Linked DNA regions of Anas platyrhynchos: region 1 is linked to region 2. The links are chromatin contacts, called in public Hi-C maps. All regions are on one chromosome and are shown on one strand. The core of a region is the stretch at or near the end of the contact, and the rest is flanking DNA. Distances in the headings are between cores, read along the strand shown.

What was found. Hi-C and Micro-C count contacts between places; a contact is called where the count stands out from the background.
Region 1: a contact with region 2 is called in a Hi-C map of subcutaneous adipose tissue, with 2.7 times the contacts expected there. The contact joins two enhancer-like sites. A contact is called at or near these places in 3 of 8 Hi-C or Micro-C datasets (F1 follicle, skeletal muscle and subcutaneous adipose tissue).

What each region holds. Positions count from the first base shown.
Region 1 is chr1:177,041,602-177,047,040 of IASCAAS_PekinDuck_T2T, reverse strand. NUFIP1 (nuclear FMR1 interacting protein 1) reads left to right here. Exons shown (of 10, transcript XM_027472035.3): 8 at 2,844-2,972; 9 at 4,503-4,735. Among named protein-coding and RNA genes, the nearest start is that of NUFIP1, 16 kb to the left of the region's middle. Within about 2 kb of position 2,455, at least 1 of the 8 cell types and tissues checked has an H3K27ac peak or open chromatin away from gene starts, as enhancers often do. A contact at or near this core is called in subcutaneous adipose tissue, where this site is marked.
Region 2 is chr1:176,647,129-176,652,748 of IASCAAS_PekinDuck_T2T, reverse strand. It overlaps LACC1 (laccase domain containing 1), which reads right to left. Exons shown (of 7, transcript XM_021275567.3): 7 at 4,601-5,415. The coding sequence ends at 5,241. Among named protein-coding and RNA genes, the nearest start is that of CCDC122, 13 kb to the right of the region's middle. Within about 2 kb of position 3,213, at least 6 of the 8 cell types and tissues checked have an H3K27ac peak or open chromatin away from gene starts, as enhancers often do. A contact at or near this core is called in subcutaneous adipose tissue, where this site is marked.

The DNA of each region.
Region 1 (5,439 bases), core at 1,206-3,705, 400 kb before region 2:
TAGCTATCAAATTGAAGAGGGTTTCTGGGCTCTTAAGGGAGCACCTCAGTTCTATTTTTGTTAAAACAAATACTTGACCATAATCTTACTCTATCCATAACCTCCAGAGATAAGGAATCATTTTTTTTATTCAAAACACTTAGGGAAGGGCAGCAAAGGGAAAATAATTTGAGCCTTAGGGAATTGATATCAGTAATTTTGGGAAGGAGACCATAGGGATTGGCATCAGTAAATGGAACAGTGTTGAAGACAATGTATAGAAATGTCTGTGCACTTGTTGGTTTGGTGCTTGTCCTTGGTCTGAGCTAGATTTCTTAGGAAGATACAAGTTTCTTTTTGCCGTGGTGTTCAGGAAGGTGGAGACTGACTGGGAGACTAGCTGCCTATGTTTTGGGGGTGAAGAGGAGTCTCATGAGCTAGGCACAATGGTAGGGGAGAAACAATAGCATCTGAATTAAGGTACTGGAAGTTTGGCCTGCTAGCCAGGGCGTTTTGGAACCATCAAGCAGTGTGACAACAGAATCACTTTTAAAGACTGTTTAATATCCCTTTCTGTCCTTTAACACTGAGAGCATGAAAACAATGTCTTGCCTTCTATGAGTTAAATCATTTAAAATGACATTAAAATGCAAGCATTTTCCCCTTTAATTTCAGTTTTTGCTAAGTTATCTAGCTTGTTCTTGATATGTTCCATATGTGTATATTTTCTGAAGTATTGCTGCTTACTTTTTTTCATGAGCATGTTTTGTTTTCCCTGTGCTGGCAGCAGTATAAACTCCACTGATTCAACTATTTATAATATAGTCAGCGATGATGTAGTGCTCTTAGAATATGGCAAGTAAGCTGGCTTATACTCTATTTTTAGCAATAGGGCTAGCATGCATCCCCTGGAAAGACTTCGGATGCTGAGTTTCTCCTCTGGAAAACATAATCTCCAATTAGTGGGAACAAGAGCTCAGCATCCCTGTGCGATTTGTGTATTCCACTAATCTCGGTTAGTTGGGAGACAAGGGGTGATCAAATAGAACTGCTTTTCTCCCCAGCATCTGTGTTTTGCTTAATGATAGAAATTTGAATTATAGCAAAGTACAGCTAGTAACTTCTGGTATAATAGGTAGAAAAGGAATGTGTTATCACACATTATTAAAAACAGTTGAATTTTTATACAGTTAAGTAGAACAAACGTTTTCTTTTAAAATCATACCACTGAAGGCCGTGATTTTGCTGTATAGAAACATTTTGTTGGAGTATTTAGAGCTTTCAAACAGCAGCAGCCCTTTCTCTAGAGGCAATGCCTTTTTGCATAATGCATTCACTCAAGTTCTATTCCTTAGCTGGTTCCTTCAAAGCTAAGGTAATTGAATGAGTTGAAGAAAAGGACACTTTTCTCCTGATTCTTAAACAGAAATAAGGTAAGAATATCAGCCTGTCAGGTCTAAAACTGACCTGGAACAGTCAATTCTATTCAGTAGTTCATAACGCATCCTACAAGGGTGGTACTGTCAAATAGAGAATGTACTGCAGTAAGTGTCTTCCTAATTAGCCAAGAAGCAAAGAAGTTTGTCACTTTTAACAGTTTGTACAAACTGATTTTTGCATATTCATTAACTTATTCATTAATTCATTTTTCATTTCATGTGGCTAGATGGTTTTTAAGCTTAGTGTAAAAAAAAAAAAGGCATCTGACCCCAGTGTGCACTTCAGTTTGAATGTGATAGGAGTAAAGAGCAGCTATGAATCAACATAATTTGGAGTAAATGTCAGAGCTTTACAATTGCTTAAATTTATGTGAATGCAGTATGTTCTGGTAGGAAAACACACTGCATTTCCCTGAACTTCCAGTGTGTTTGGGAGTTGACGTGACTACTAAACTAAAGAGAATCAACCTCTCAGAAAATGTATGGAGTAAAAAGAGGCAGATAAGTAGCTTTAGATAAACACCTGTGTATTTATATGAAGTTGTTCTAGCATACAACATGAGCTCCAATAAATCAAGTTGACAATTGTTGATATATTAGAAGAAAATAGCCAAACACTTGTGATTTAAAAATAAAGATCTCAAAAGTGTTTATTACAGCATATCTGCTTACAAAGTGTTGGGCAGCTTTCCTGTGGGGTGTGATATTCAAGTTTAAACAGATGGGGGGCAGGAGAGGGCACAACTTCCTTGTGAAAATAAGACTGCAACCAGGCTTTTCCTAGTAGCCATTTCATCACTTTTGTGCTTCTTGCCTCTTTTTTGCCTTCCTGGTATTCTTTTTTTGGAGCAGTAATATTACAGTAAGGCTGCAGTACCTCACTTACTCATGCATATCCATAATGCTCTGTGGGGATTTAAGTATCAGCCTGAAGTCCTGCTGAAAACATATTTGTTTCATTTGTGGCGTAGGCCCTAAAATGTCCCTTATGAAGTCTTTTACTGTCCAAGAATTTTTGTTGCTCGTGCTTTGCATGAGGCTAACTGTTGTTGTGAAATTATTGGCTTTCTGAATCCCCACCCCTGCCTCCACAGGACTAAATCCAGTGAGACTTCAAAACATATTATGAAATCCTCTTTTTTTTCCCCCTGAGCTTTATAATAAAACCTGTAATTATGTTTAATATGTGAAGAAAACCCAAGCTGTTGTTCAGGGAATTTGAACTTCACCTTCTATAGCTTTGCTAACTGTAAATCAGTGGTGAGGAAACTTTTCCACAGAATATCTGTAGAGAGTAGGCAGGTATGTTCTTTATCAATCCACGGTGTTGAGCAGTGGTGCCTATCAGTCTGTCATGATCAGTTAAGGTGGCTGTTCATACAGGAGAACTCAGAAAAATCCCTCTTGGCTTCTCTTCCCCCGCAGAGTCTGACAAGGATGAAGAAGCAGCTGAAGATGGGAAGCTGGGGATGACAGTTGTTCCCAAGCAGGTCACTTCAGCCCTGAGTTCATTGTCAGCCAACTACGGCAGTGCCTCTGAGAGTGAGCCTGAAGGTGTGTATATGCTCATACTTGGCTGTTCCTTGCCTCTTTTCCTTCACAGTGCTAGAGTAAATTGCAAGCACTGAGTACTCAAAACTTGTCAATAAAGCATAGGTGTTGCAGGATAAAATGCAGCTTGTGCACATCAGCCAAGCTGTTAAAATAATGCCAGTTCAGTGGCATTGGCTGCATCTCCAAAACATCTGCGTATGGAACTGCCTTGATTTTTTGGGGTCTGTCTGGCAGTGCTGTAATTCAGAGCTGTCTTGTATAAGCTTAAAAATCATCAGATAAAAGTGAAGAGATAAGCTTGGTAAAGGTTATGCAGAGGGATGTTTTTGCAGTCTGTGTTGATCTCTCCAGCGTGCTTTCGGTGGCATGCTGGTACTGGTACAAGTCCTGCATAAAGAAGCAGGGAGGAGTGAAAGCATATGTCATCCTCCTCCCAGTCTGTTTCCCCATTCTTCCTTCCTCCCGGTTTGAGCACTAAATGGGTTACGTTACGGTGTGAGCCATTGCTTGTTCCCAAGTACAGCAATAACTCCTCATCTTGGAGAAGTACCCAGACAGAGTGGGGCACTTGTGCAGTCAGCTGGTGCACTGCAAGGACCTTGTCCACTTGGGCTGTGCCACAATCTAGTTCCTGGCCTCTTTCTAGCCTTACAGCATACTTCAGAACATCTCAAATAGTGTTTCCTGGAAGATTCAGTGGGTTTCTTCCCCTGCATTGTTTGCCTTTTCTCAGCACTGTGACCTAGGTTGAAGGGTGGATGTAAATTTCTTTGGTTAGGGTGTGTATCATCAAGCTTCCCAAGCCTTTTAGGGGTGTGCTGTTGGGGAGGAGGGAAAGCAGCCTGTCTTGCTTCAAATCATGTTTGAATAGAGCCAAAAAGTGGTGTTACACACTTGCAGTGAACTAATTTCCATGCCCTTAAGGGTTTTTTCCTCAGAAGGCTTCTGGGTTTTGCAGTAAGACCTGCACTCCGTAGTGCTCGGATTTCATGCTTCTCTGAGTGTGTACATCAGCGTATGGCAGAGCTGCTGCTCCTTGTTCTGCAGTTAATTAACATCCATTTCTTGCCCCAGATGGTCTACCTGAAGTTACAGAGGGCATCCACTGAGCAGGGAATTGAACCTGAGCATTTTCTCCCCTGTGCAGTGACTTCTCTCAGCTGCCAAGCTTGCAGCAAGCTATGCTGTAAAGAGGAAGCAATGTACTTCCACGAGGCAGAGCTGAAAATCTTGTTCAACTTCTCAAAGTCAACCACACCTCCCTTCTGGTATATTGAAAAAAAGACAGAAGTATTAAGTATCTCACTGTTCTGTGACTGTTTAGAGAAGATTCTTTGCATTTAAACACCAAAACCAAACAAAACAGAAAAATCCAAGCCAAACAAAAGCCTCCCTTCTTTCAAGTAATCCTTGCATGTTTTTTTACATCAGGTTATGTGAGTAAGAGGAGTACTAATGAGCTGCCAGTGCGTGGGGATATAAGCATGCGAAGTCTAGGAGATAAGTGTTGGTTTTGTTGTGTTTTTTTAGAAGTCTCTGTCAGGATTGCAACAAAAGCTGAGGAAAAACAGGCTGTGCTCAGAAACACGCCTCAAACTCCTGAAGCTCATCAGAATCCAAAGCTGAATCAAGAACATCCAGAATCTGTGGACACAACGTTGAGAACCTCAAATACAAACGCGGGTTCCCCCAGAGGCCCTGATAAACGGGCCAAGAAAACGTTACCTCTCCTTCCAAAGCGTCGCCCCACCCTGCTGGAAATGGTAAGTGTGAGCACTGAAATGATGCCTGCTGCACCAGAGCAGCTCTGTGTGAGTGGTTCTCTACCCTGCAGGAAGTTAGAGCAGCCTGTTAGCTGGAGCAAAGGCTTAAAATAGCCAAGGGAGTGTTTCCCTCCAAGTGTAGATGCTGAAACAGACAAACAAATACCCTGGTGTGTGTTCAGGTAATGACTGACCTTGAGCAAGAGGTGACACCTTAATTGCGTGCCTAAAATGAGCTGCACAAAGAATAAGACCTTTCTTCCTACCTCTCCCCTTTCTGTGGTAATACTCTGTAATTTATTTGTACATGACCCTGTCAGATTGGTGCTGATCCTTCCCTCTTGGTGCCCAGCTTTGCTATTCAGCCACCTGACTGAGGAGACAGCTTCTTCAGCTGCAGTCAGACATCTTAAGGGTGTTGGTGACTTGAACTGCACAGCCTGCAGATGCATGGATTTCCTTGTAGGCACATTTAGACCACTCTGAGGAAGTGACAGCATGGGTGCCTTGAAGAGCAGGCTGTCTCAGAAGGGTCAAAAGATTGGTAGGGGGCAGTTCTGAGGTGTCATCGTTCTGAGTAACGATGTGAAGCACCCTATTTGGAACTTTAGCTTTCTTTGTTAGAGATAAAACTGTGCTAAAGCTTTTATCACATGTAAGCGCTCAAAGCAGTACTGGCCAGGAGGGCAAGAGGAGGTAGGCTG
Region 2 (5,620 bases), core at 1,964-4,463:
AGGCAAAGATACTTACATCAGATAGGTATGGCTTTCCTTAGCTGCCATTGATAAAATCACTTTAAACTGAAACATCTGACCAAAACTATGAATCACTGTCCAAAACATTCCATCACATGAGAAAAAGTGAAGTTACACATGTTGAAATGCAAACATTGCTCTTAGCGGCCTTTATAAAATGTTTGTTCAGTTCTATGGTAGGCACCCCACAAATTTTTCTGTTACAGCCAATCTCAGATGTTTAGGTGAAAAGGTGACACCAGAAAAACAAATACAGTTAGAAGTAGTGAAACACATTTACGCAAGAACAGAGGAGATGATCCCTTAGATAAAATTAATTGGGAAAATGAACTCTCATAGTTTAGTGGCACATTGATTTTGTCTCAGATCTCTTTGCTGTTGCAGGAATCAAATGGAAATCCATGCCATGTCCTTGCTCCCATGACTGTCAGAATCCAGGTTGCCCTGGAGACATGATGTCGCATTTGCAGAAGGGGAGCAGAGGGACCTCGGCCCCGCTGTCCTCCAGGGACGGCGCTGCTGAAATTCTTCCACGGGCCTCCTTTGACCCCCGAGAGCTCGCAGACAAAGAGACGCAGGGAAGTATTTGCAACATGAGATGCTACCGTAAATTAAACACTTACTAATGAAAGATCAGAGGGATGACAAAAAAAATAATCTAACTTCCTCTTTCTCCATGTGCCTTTGGGAAACACATAATAATGCTTTTTAGCAGAATGGCCGCAAGGACTGGGTATTTAAAGCAAGCAGATCAGCAAAATCCCTTGGTTTTATGAAAAGGTGAGATACTAAGTGGTGATTACTAGCATCCTGGGCACAAGTGCATACCCAACTAAGACAGTTCTCAAATCCACGTACATTTCTAACAACCATTCATCTGGAAACACTGGCTAGTATCTGCTGGAAATGGAGAGTAGAACAAGTCAGGCTCACAGGCTGAGCTTGCAGTCCGTCCGCGGAGCTATGTAAATCCCTCAGCGGGTCAATACATTATTTCCTCCGTCACATATAGGATTTACTGCTCCCGTCACCGCACTGTCCTGTTAAATTATCGCACAGGAGGTTGGAGTTCAGAGAGGACTTTGGTACTCCGAGAACAAAAGCCTGGCACGCATGACATCAGCTTGCACACACGCACACACACACGCTGAGCCTCGGGACAAACGAGTGCAGCTCATCTCCCTCTTTGCATCGCCCGGCAGCAAATTGAGCATGCAGTGGAAACGAGGACAGCAAAGAGAGAATCTAGGAATACTGACTTCTTCACCACATAGGCTGGAAATTGGGAGATCTTGCGGAAAGATGGAAAATGGGAATGAGTTAGAAAGATGCTGTGCAGAGGAAAAAAGTTTTACACTGCTGTTAAAAGAAAAAAAAAAAAGGCACATGCATCTGAAAGAAAGCAACAATTGTACTGCTCTGCACAACATGGATTCTGCTTCCTCCAGCACGCTGTGGCTAGACCCAGAGATCTCACAGGGCAATTGTGAGTGGTGCTGGGTGTAAAGCAATAGACAAGAAGTAAGCATGAGGAAAACAAGGAGGAAGGTAAAAAAGATGACTTTGCAAACTATGTCATTGCTGGGGAAAGGATAAACCTTCCTTTAATTAAATGCTTGCAATTTGCATATATTCTTCTTTTTTTGATACATTTTTTTCTGAGTTGAGATGTGCCCAGATATTCTGCTGGAAGCCCAGTCCCGTGGCTTTGGAGTTGGCTGCTGCTCACAAGCAAAGCCATCAAACGCAGAACCCAGAGCAAGCAGCTGTCCTTCCCCCTAGCCCATCTCCATGGAGCATCAGTAGGAAGAGACAAGCTGTCACCGATGGACCTAACCCCTATAAATTTATTACAGCCATTTTTAATCTAACTCCCTTGATATTTTTTGCCTTTGCCACACCTGTGGCAGTAAATTCTGCCATTTGGGGAAGCATTTTGCTAATTATCTCAGGCACAGATCTGAGCCTCTGAAGTTGCACGCTGCTTCCCCAGGCACTGGAACCAGAGCTGCGGTGTTGCTGCAACTGTTGTAATGGAACAGAGTTAAAAGCCTGTCTCAAACATAGTTTATACACCTCATTTTGATATATAAATGCAACTGAAGAGACCCATATTCCGAATCGACAATGGCAACAAATGTTAATTGCACAATAATATCTATCAAAACCAATATTCAGTGTGATCGCGTACTTGTGCTCTCCTCAGGGCAAACCACAATCATAATTAATAATGTTATTAAATAACTTAATAATGGGACAGAGGCAGCTCATAAATTCTCGGGTGAGGTTAATGAATGGGATCTGGTCATTAGGTAGGCAGAGCTGAACAATTTATGAAGCATTTTAAGAGCTTCCCCAGAGGTGGTGAATCAGGGCTGATCTGCTCAGGTCCTTTAGTGAGCAGCAGTAATAACAAACGAGTAAATAAAATCTCCACAAAACAGATGCAAAACAGCCTTTTCTCCTTTTTATCATGACCTTCCTCTAAGCTTTTTTTTTTTTTTATACCAGAACTAAAATGTTTTTCTGGCAGTGACTTGTGAAACTCCCTGTATGATACAGAGCCTAACCAGATGGGAACTCAATATTATTATTTTCTTGTTGGTCGTGGAGTTCTCCACCTCAGTAGCCCATATACAAAAGCCTGCTTCTTGTCTTGACAGGTTTACAGTCTAGGTAATTCAGTGTAAAAGAACTAATGAACAATGATTGAGGTAGCAATTTGTCTTCCAAAAGGTAGTGCCTGTGGTGTTTCTGCTCATTCCCACACGCTCTCCAGCTTGCCTAGTCCTACCATGACCTGTAAATAGTATTTTTCTAAACAGAAAAAGTCTGCTGTCGTTCCTGAGCAGGTAGGAACAAGCCAGGTCTCACTATCAGTATCAGGTTACTGTGACGTACTATTACACCGTTTGAGCATTTGGACTGTGGTAAACAGCATGGCTGCAAGGTCTTTTCACTCGCTGCAACGCAAAATGCATTATTTTAAAACCACCTCGGAGGTGAGCTGGGCTGTCAGCAGGCACGTGGGCACCTGTGATGCCTCAGCTGTCAAGCAGTACCTCGCAAAGCCGAGCGACTCAGCTGCTTTTGATGGCACGCTCTTAATCCACCAGGGAAGAGGGTTAAGCGAAGGGCACTCACAAGCTGTGTCAGAGCTTTTGGTGCAGGGACTGAAGGCTGCGTGGTGCTACTGCCCCCACGCCAGCAGCAGCAGAAGGGAAGATGCCTTAGTCACTCCACAGCTACGTCAGTCTGTGTCCATAAGGCGGATCACATGAAGAAACCAGGCAAAGGGACAGAACTGAGAGGGGAAAGTCGGTTGTTATTCTCTGAGCCAGCAAGGCAAGCCTTTCAGTGCCCATATAATTACATTATCCTATATTTGGAACGAGTTGTTAATCCACATGCATATAGACACATTACACATACACACCCTAAGCTACCGTGAAGGAACGTGCTTGGCAGCAGAAAGTTGCAGTGCGTTTCCCCTGTTGGACCTTGAACCTTCAGTCTGAGCCCGGCCATGGGTTTAATCACCACATCACCGCACTGCTGACCCCAAGAATGATGAAAGCAATGGTGAGGTTTTAAAAAGGTAACTGAAAGTGTAAGAATTGTTTTTCTGAAGGACTGTGGGGCTACAGCAGAAGAGGAATGACATTTCTAAAGAAGAAGTAGGAAAGTTGGAAGAAATAGTTTTGGTAGGTGGTTACAGTCTGGGGTAACAGTCGAACCAGGGTCTCCTCTGACAAATACCATTCACAGGTAAAAGGAAGGTTTTAAAAAGTCTGTTCTCCTGGAGGACTTGGAAAGTTTTAGTTTGGTCGCCTCTGAATCACAACCCAACAGAATGAAACATCGATTACTTTTCAAGCACAGGTAGCAGACTAACTTGGCAGAAGGGCTGTGCTGTGCAGTGCTTTGCAGCGTTGTTTGAAAACCCAGACACACAGCGCAGCCAGAGGTGGGTGAGCACCGTGAGCCAGCACTGACCTCTAGTGGACAAAAACAGCCTAGAATCGGTAAAACCCGTTTAAATCAAAATAGAAAATAACGTCTGCAGTCAGTTCTTCCAGGACTCGTGCTTGGGAACTGTGCAAGCTACAGCCAGCACGCTATTAGACTTGGAAACAAAGGACTTAACTATCAGGAAGGTCTGACTGAGTGTCAGCAACTATCATACAGAATGACAGAACCAGAGAATCACAGAATTATTTGGGTTGGAAGGGTTAAAGACCATGGTTCAAGACCATCTAGTCCCAACTCCCCTGCCATGGGCAGGGACACCTTCTGCTGCATGAGGGCAGTCAGAGACCCATCCAGCCTGGCCTTGCAACATCTAGCACAACATCTAGAGGCAAATATCTGTGGCAATAAGAAAGCAGTGCACACTTTGAATTTACTAGCGATACAAACATGTCAGCAATTGGTCAGTAACATTAACTGAGGATAAATTCACTCTCCTTTTCAGGTACTTATTAAATAACTGAGCACTGTGGAAACTGTCTCAATGGACATTAGTACAGCACAAATGACAAAGAAAAAATCCTAGGGAAACATGACCCTACAAACCAAATTATATTCAGTCTTAGTTTTATTTTTTTTACAATCAAAAAATGCTTAAGTTAACATTCAAATGTTTACAATGTCTGCCCCAAAGGACCTTGCTTGCTTCTCACTTTCAAGTTATTTTTGTAAGTGCTTTGAAGTTCTTTTTCAAGCTAATCTAAACAAAAACAATCTGAGGCACATCATTTTTTTTAAGGCTAACCTTCAGCTGAAACATACACTGATGGGCGTACCCAACCTCTTAAAAAAACAGGTTTCCTTTCCTTTATCAGTAGGGTCAGCCTTAACTTCATTCAGAAGACTCATCCAGAAGATAATGAAGGCTTTGGTTTTGTTGTTGTTGTTTGTTTGTTTGTTTGTTTGCTTGCTTTTAGTGTGTGTGTGTGTTTTACTGTTACTGTTGGGAGCTGTCCTTTTTTCCTTTGGAACGTGGCTCACACAAGAATTATTGGATCCATATCTTAGACATCTCTTCTTGCTTCAGAATGACAGGGAATGGAAGAAGCAGAAGAATCTTAAGGCCTGTTTACTCTTTCCATCACAAGTCCATGAAAGAAACAAGGAAAAAAATCTACCAGGAGAGCAGGATAACAGGCAACACACCAGACTTGTTGTCTAAATACTACTCCAGCGTAAGAGATATTATCTCACTCTTTGATTGATATGAAGCCAATCTGTGTGCCGAAGTTAGTGCCATCACGAAAGTGAGAATAAAATTTATCAGGGTGGCATGCAGTACAGAATGTGATATTTTGGTTCTGGTCTGTGACAGAATCATCTTGGATGTTCTCAGGAAGAATCCCACCACTCTCAAGAAGAATCCTTTAAGAAAGACAAACAGAAAACAGGAATTGTTGTACATCTTTACATTCCTATCATTCAGACAGCACCTCAAGTACCAATTGAAGGTTGGTCAAGTGCCAATATTGTAGTTGGGACTTTTTTTTCCCCCAATATTAGATTTAAAAATTGTTTTTCTGCAACCATTAAAATACATAATTTGAGCATTTTTTTATATTTCAGAAAC